Linked DNA regions of Danio rerio: region 2 is linked to region 1. Evidence: chromatin contacts called from public HiChIP or PLAC-seq data. All regions are on one chromosome and are shown on one strand. Each heading gives the region's core, a stretch centred on a gene start, on an enhancer-like site or on the middle of the called end of the contact. The rest is flanking DNA. Distances are from core to core; before and after follow the strand shown.

Region 1 (3,410 bases), core at 259-2,758:
TTTTTACATGCGGATTTGCTCTCTTTTTGAACAAGTGAACAGAAACTATTAAATTTAGGGATAAAAGAGTCAATCAAACAATAATGTTCAGTAGGCTACAGTTAATATATCATCTTCATTATATTAATGCTCACTATTTACACTATAGTATTCACTTAATTAGTATTTTTTCAATAATCTCTCTTTTTGAACCTGTCGACTGAAACTATTACATTTATAGGAAAAATAGTCAAACACTTATGATTTGTTCAGTAGACTTTCATCATTTATTTAATCTTCAGTAAATGATTTAAAACTGTAGTATTTACTACTAATTACTATAATATTTTTATGTGATTCAATTTGCTATCTTTTTGAACATGTAATCTGAAACAATTAAGGGAATACCAGACAATCAAAATCTTAGGATATATAATTACATAATCTTAATTAAATGATGCAACACTGTTTAGTTTAAGTTACTATAGTATTTCATGTGGGTTTGCTCCCTCTTTTATGTTAACTGAAACCATTAAATTAAACTATTGCGATGCTAATTAATTAAATGATGCATGCATTATGATTCCATCAGAGACAGTTATTTCGGTAACACTTTACAATAACAGTACATGAATAATGATGTATTAATATATAAACTAAACATTACTTTATTATGAATTAACGATGAGTTAAGGTATGCACTAATTATGAATTAACTTTAACTACAACATGATTCACATGAGTTCATGTGTGAATAATGGCTACCTTAATTACTTTTTAGTTCATGATTGTTTGTTAATTAATGTTTTAATTACCACATTAGTTTATGCTTAATTTAACCATAATGAACTCATGATATGTTAATGTATAATTATGGTGTGACTTTACTTGGAGGGGCACATCATCATTAACCGATTCTTAACTACTCATGAACTCCTTATGCACGTCCAACTAGTGAGTTTACACTGAATAACAATAGAAAAGTGTTCTGTCAACATCAACATAAAGAGGAGTTCATAAGTAGTTAAGGATGATTTAATAGTGATGTGCCCCTCCAAGTAAAGTCATGACATAACTATACATTAACAGCTCATGAGTTCATTTTGGTTACATTTAGCCTAAACTTAAATGTTAATTAATACATTAATTAACAACATGTACTAACAAGTAATTAAGTTAGTCGTTATTTACACATGAACTCATGTGACTCATGTTGTACTTAAAGTTAATTCATGATTAGTGCATACCTTAACTCATCATTAATTCATAATAAAGTAATTTTAGTTTACATATGAATACATCATTATTCATGTACTGTTATTGTAAAGTGTTACCGTTATTTCTTTAATTGTCATCCCTGGACACGCGAACATCAACATTTTAATGGGTTTTGGGGGCCGGGCGTCAGCTTCGCGCTCTCCATGTGTGATTGGTCTGCTTTTGCACTGAGGGGGGCATCCATTGAGGAATGTGTTGGTCATCCTGGAGAGTAAGTGATTGGGAATCACGTGGACTTGACCGAAACAGGCAGAGAGGGGGTCGGCCAGCGAGAAGCATCAGTACAGGGTCACCAAACCACCGAGAGACCACCTGGAGGTCCGAGTTTTAACGCAAACATCCAGAACTGAACCCCGGGAGTTAAGCATAGAGGAGGCCAGAATTGAGGAAACCCATGGCAGAGGGTATGTCAGATGTTTGTTTTTGTTTTTTTGTGGGAAAATCTGGCCCTCAGTGTGAAGGTAGCTACATCAAGGTGTTGACTGAGGTAAAGTTGGTTTTGTTTTCACGCATTTATACTTTCTCCTTAATAATATAATTTCCAAAATCTAAATAGAGAAGTTATATTATCAGCCAATGACTATCAAACACTGCGTATAGTCAATTAAACAGCGCTAAGGTTGTTTTGAAGTCTTGCTTGTGATTTCAGACCAAATATTCAAAGTACCATGGTAAACAATAGAGGGGGAATGTTACAAGTTGCCACTGAATGAATGTGCAAATATAAAAGTAACTTCACCTCAGTAAGGTGTTGCTGGTTTTCAGGAGACGCGGGGGCTGGGGTCCATTCATTCATTGTCTTTCAGGTTTTCTCTCTCTCTGACCCCCCACTTCCTCGTGTAAAGTGAGTGAGGGCATATCGGAGCATGCTCTTAGTTTTAATATGGTTTTCTCAATGAAGACGGAGTTTTAAATGAGACTTTAGGACCGCGTTGAATAGTCACAGAAGGGAAGGATTTTTAATTGAGGTAAAGTTGGTTTCCACTCCCTTTAACCATGGTACTTTGAATATTCGGTTCGTAATCGCATGCAAGTATGACTTCAAAACAACATTAACGCTATTTAATTCACAGTGTACAATGTTGTACTTTGATAGTCATTGGCTGCTAATATAATTTCTCTATTTACAATAGCAAATTCTTTTTGTAAGTTACAGTATGGAGAAGTCAGAATATGCGAATATAACCAACTTTACCCCAACAGGATTTTACCATGACTTCAGTTTCACACAAGTGTGTGCTTTTGTCGGGTTTAATGATCAGACATTTGTAGAAAGGCTCCATCATCTTGGAAAGAAGCGCCAGTTGAAGCAGTGTGTCGGATTATGTGGATAGCCTAATGAATATTCTCAAATTATTGATTTTTTTTATTGATGCCATTGATATAGGCCTATTGTTTATTTCCAGCTTTGTGCACCTCAGAGGACAACATGATCTGGTCTTGGTGTAAATAATTCTATAGCTCAATAAATGTGTATTAATACATACATATATACATACATACATACATACATATACATATATATATATATATATATATATATATATATATATAGATAGATAGATAGATAGATAGATAGATAGATAGATAGATAGATAGATAGATAGATAGATAGATAGATAGATAGATAGATAGATAGATGAGCAATTTCAGCGTTATTGATGTGACATTTGCATTAAAATCTCAAAACATAATTTGACATAGGAAGTCTATGTTAACATTATATTGAAACATATCTTTATATTTTTCAAAACAACTAGCCACCGAGTTGTGGGAGCAGAAAAATATCAGTCTTTACACATTTATTATATTTTAAAGGAGGAAAATAAACGTGCGCTATGTGACAAAAAGGTCTGCGCATTTACCGTAGACAACATACTTTGAAGAAATTCTGTGAATTAAACTGCACAACCCAAATGAAACGATGCTAATCAAAAGGATAAGAGTCGGCTCAGAACAAACATGATTTATTTGATTTGATTTTACATTTTTGCATTTATGAGGAAAAGCTTCGTTGTGGATGTGACATCTCTCTGTTATGGATGTGACAGATGTGAAATTTTGTGTGATTTTGGTAAATCATATATAATTGTTTAAAAACACTGACAGATACATTTTCGAGTATTTTTAAAGCACTGTAAAATACAAGCCTA
Region 2 (3,410 bases), core at 670-3,169, 110 kb after region 1:
AACAATACTACTCTCTCTACGGTCATTCTAACAGCTACACAAAAGATGTATTAGGCCAAAATAGTGAAAGTCGTATTATTTTTACACAAACAGAATTGTCCCCAAACATATCAATACTGCATTAAAGTTATAAGTTTGTTTGCCTAAATTTAAACAGCGACTTGAAAATTATTGAAATATACTGAAAAAACCTTCTATAAAAGATATGATTTATATACCTTATTAAATATTATTCAGTATTTACACAAGCAAAAACAGACCTAAACATTGAGATGAAAGACAAAGACAATTTTGGCAATGAAAATTAAATACTTCATAAAAGAATTTCTAAATCTTTTATATTTTATTTATTTTTTAAATAACAGAAAATAGCTTAAATGTTTAGCTTAATAGCTTAAACTCAACGTTTAGGCTTGTATTGTATTAAAAAGTGCATTAAATGATAATAAAAAATAGTTTGAGCAAATCTATTGTCTGTTTTAACTTTTTTTACGATGTGTCGCTTTTATTTTAAGCAAAGAAATATAATAATAAACAAAAATAACAACTAATAAATATTTTATTTCAATTTACTTCAAGTTACATAAGATGGCCACTAAATTTAGTTTAGTCTCAAACTCTAAATTTTATACCTGTCATTTGAAATCTTAATATTTATTAACTGTTCTGCAAAACATTTCACTTTACCCATTTGTTAACAAAAAGTTAAATTATAACCAAATTTAGTTTATTAAATTACTCTTTTAACTATATAATCAGGAAGTACATAACAGGTATTTGCTTTTGTTTAATTACACAAAAACTTGTTGAGCTTAATACCAAACAATTTTTTCACACATTTTTTAACATTTCGTTGTCACAAAAATAGTCTGAAACATTGAAGTGAACATTTAACTTGTATTTTTTACTTTTTTTGTCATTTCAAAATGCAGTTTAGAAAGTGCACGATATAGGGATAAGTTAAAAGTGCTATTATAGAAAACTATGGGTAATATTTACAAATATATGTAGTTTAAACAAAATATACTCAAGTCGTATTAACTGCAATTAAATATTTAAACAGAATTAAATATGGTATTGGAGGAATTTAATATGAACCCCACACAATTGAGGTAAGGTGGGTTTAATATTCGCACATTCTCCTTAAAGATAAAACGTCACAAAGTATTTATGCAAATTTTAAATGCTAAAATCATATTATCAGCTAGTGACTATCAAAGTACAGCATTGTTTACAGTCAAATAAATGGTGTTAATGTTGTTTTGAAGTCATGTTTACAAGTGATTTCAGACCAAATATTTAAAGTACCATGGTAAACAATATGAGGAGCATGTCACAAGTTGTCACTGAACGAATGTGCGAATATAAAACCAACTTTACCTCAATATATATATATATATATATATATATATATATATATATATATATATAGGTGTTTAAAGTTATTTATATACTGACCCCCTTTTTGTCTCCTCCTTGAGAAGCGGCTGGTGACCCGAATCCTCCAGGAGACTGTGTGTACCCAGCCATACTGGCCTCTCCGTATTTACCTGCAAAAATATGAATACCATATTTCAATCAAAACGACTTATTGGTTAAAAACCCCGTCCGACTGGCAGTAACGTAAGAGTGCGTTAAAAACAGACCTTGACAACACACCGCTAACCGACATCACACTGACACTGTATAACAGAGCTTTCTGACTCTCATTAGCGGACTAGCAGAGTAAACTCAGCTCTAAAGCCAAAATAAAGTGATTTCTAAAGCACGTACCTTGGTTCCACATTTCACTCGTGAATGTTTTTCTTCTGAATGCGAAGCAGACCGACAAGACACTCGAAAATCTCCCGCCACGACTGATCGCGCACAGTTTGACGTCACGTCTCGAAGTCCGCGCGCTCACAGTACGCGTGCGCGTGTGTCATCTGCCGCGAAAGTCCCACACGTATACTGTAAAAGTCCACAGAAGCTTGTATGTTGTTAAAATTGTTTTTAAATAAAAATAAAGCATAAAAAAATAAATAAAAACAACAAAAAATCTGTAATCTTTCTTCACTGAAATTTACATTAAAACGTTTACGCTCGTTCTCATATGTTTTGGAATAGTTAAAGCATGTAAGCGGGCTAAGCCCAGTCATATATTGTTTATATATTAAAATAAAATAATTATAATAACTGTCCAAATATGTTTGAAAACAGCGTTTTTTAAAATGTTTTTAAAAGTAACGTTAACACTGAACAGATGCAAACTGAATTCTGAAGACTCTTAATATGAAATGACGGTGTCGCAGACAGTTTGTCGTCACGTTGTTTTGTGTGTCGCGTGGGATTTATGAGTAGAATCGATGAATCCATAGCTTCTGTAAAGAAATACCAATGGAAGAGACTGCGAACACAGATGTCCTCTTTATTGAGCTCAGACAGAAGCTGCAAAGCGGCCTTTTGTTCATTCGGTAAAGTTTTTCTCTTCTACTTTGGCTCTCTCATAGTCACTGACTGTCAATGCAGTGTTTCATCAGTGTATGTGAGTGAATTATGTCATGTACAGTTACACTTAGCACCCAGGGATTCAACGGGATTTCTTTTAACGTACTAGGGTAACGTTACAGCTTATTTTGAGTTTATTTACTGGAATAAAAGGTTATACAATTTCAGGAGGCAGACTTTGGGAACACTAAGTTAGAGAGTACTAAAATATAGTCGTTTAAATGTTTATAGCTAGGTTTTAAAATTATTTATATAGTATACTGAATTATATATATTATACTATTGCATACTGTTTTATTTTTTACACTAGCTCTATAAGATAAAACAGTTAGAAATGCCACAATGAAACACTAGATGGCAGTATTGACCAGATAGTTGGACAGCTTATTTAACGCCATGATATTTTCTTTATGAAAAATAACTTTATGACTAACGTTGCTGTTAACTTTAGACCTCTTAAAATCGAAGAAATTGATTTCTAACACATTTCATCCTAAGTCTCTTCATGCACTGTACAATATGCAGGGTTCCACATAATTCCATAGAGGTAAAGCTGGTTTAAATTGAGATATTCAGACATTCTCCTTAATAATATAATTTCAGAAAAGTATTCTTTGCAAATTCTAAATAGGGAAATCATATTAGCACTTTAGCAGCAAATGATTATGAAAGTACAACATTGTTCACAGTGAATTAGACAGTGTTAATATTGTTTAGAAGTCAAACTTGCATGCTAATTCCGATCGAATATTCAAAGTAACATGGTAAACAATATAGAGACTGCTAAATGAACAAATGTGCGAATATAAACTTTGGGAACCACTGAGTTAGACAATCTAATTATAACTTGAGGAGACAAATGCCTCAGCGTTTAATTTATTTTCTTTACAAAAATATATTTTTTTCTAAGTGACTGACTACAA

The links. HiChIP or PLAC-seq counts read pairs in DNA pulled down with a chosen protein or histone mark.
Region 2: a contact with region 1 is called in an H3K4me3 HiChIP or PLAC-seq map of embryo, with 4 times the contacts expected there. The contact joins the promoter of rpa2 here to the promoter of lin28aa in region 1. A contact is called at or near these places in 2 of 4 datasets of contacts at active chromatin or transcription factors (embryo and gastrula embryo).

The regions. Positions count from the first base shown.
Region 1 is chr16:4,864,386-4,867,795 of GRCz12tu, forward strand. It overlaps lin28aa (lin-28 homolog Aa), which reads left to right and starts at 1,509. Exons shown (of 4, transcript XM_017351455.4): 1 at 1,509-1,661. The coding sequence starts at 1,652.
Region 2 is chr16:4,972,213-4,975,622 of GRCz12tu, forward strand. It overlaps rpa2 (replication protein A2), which reads right to left and starts at 1,920. Exons shown (of 9, transcript NM_131711.2): 1 at 1,774-1,920; 2 at 1,459-1,550. The coding sequence starts at 1,786. ube3d (ubiquitin protein ligase E3D) reads left to right here and starts at 2,224. Exons shown (of 10, transcript NM_001326410.1): 1 at 2,224-2,453. The coding sequence starts at 2,377.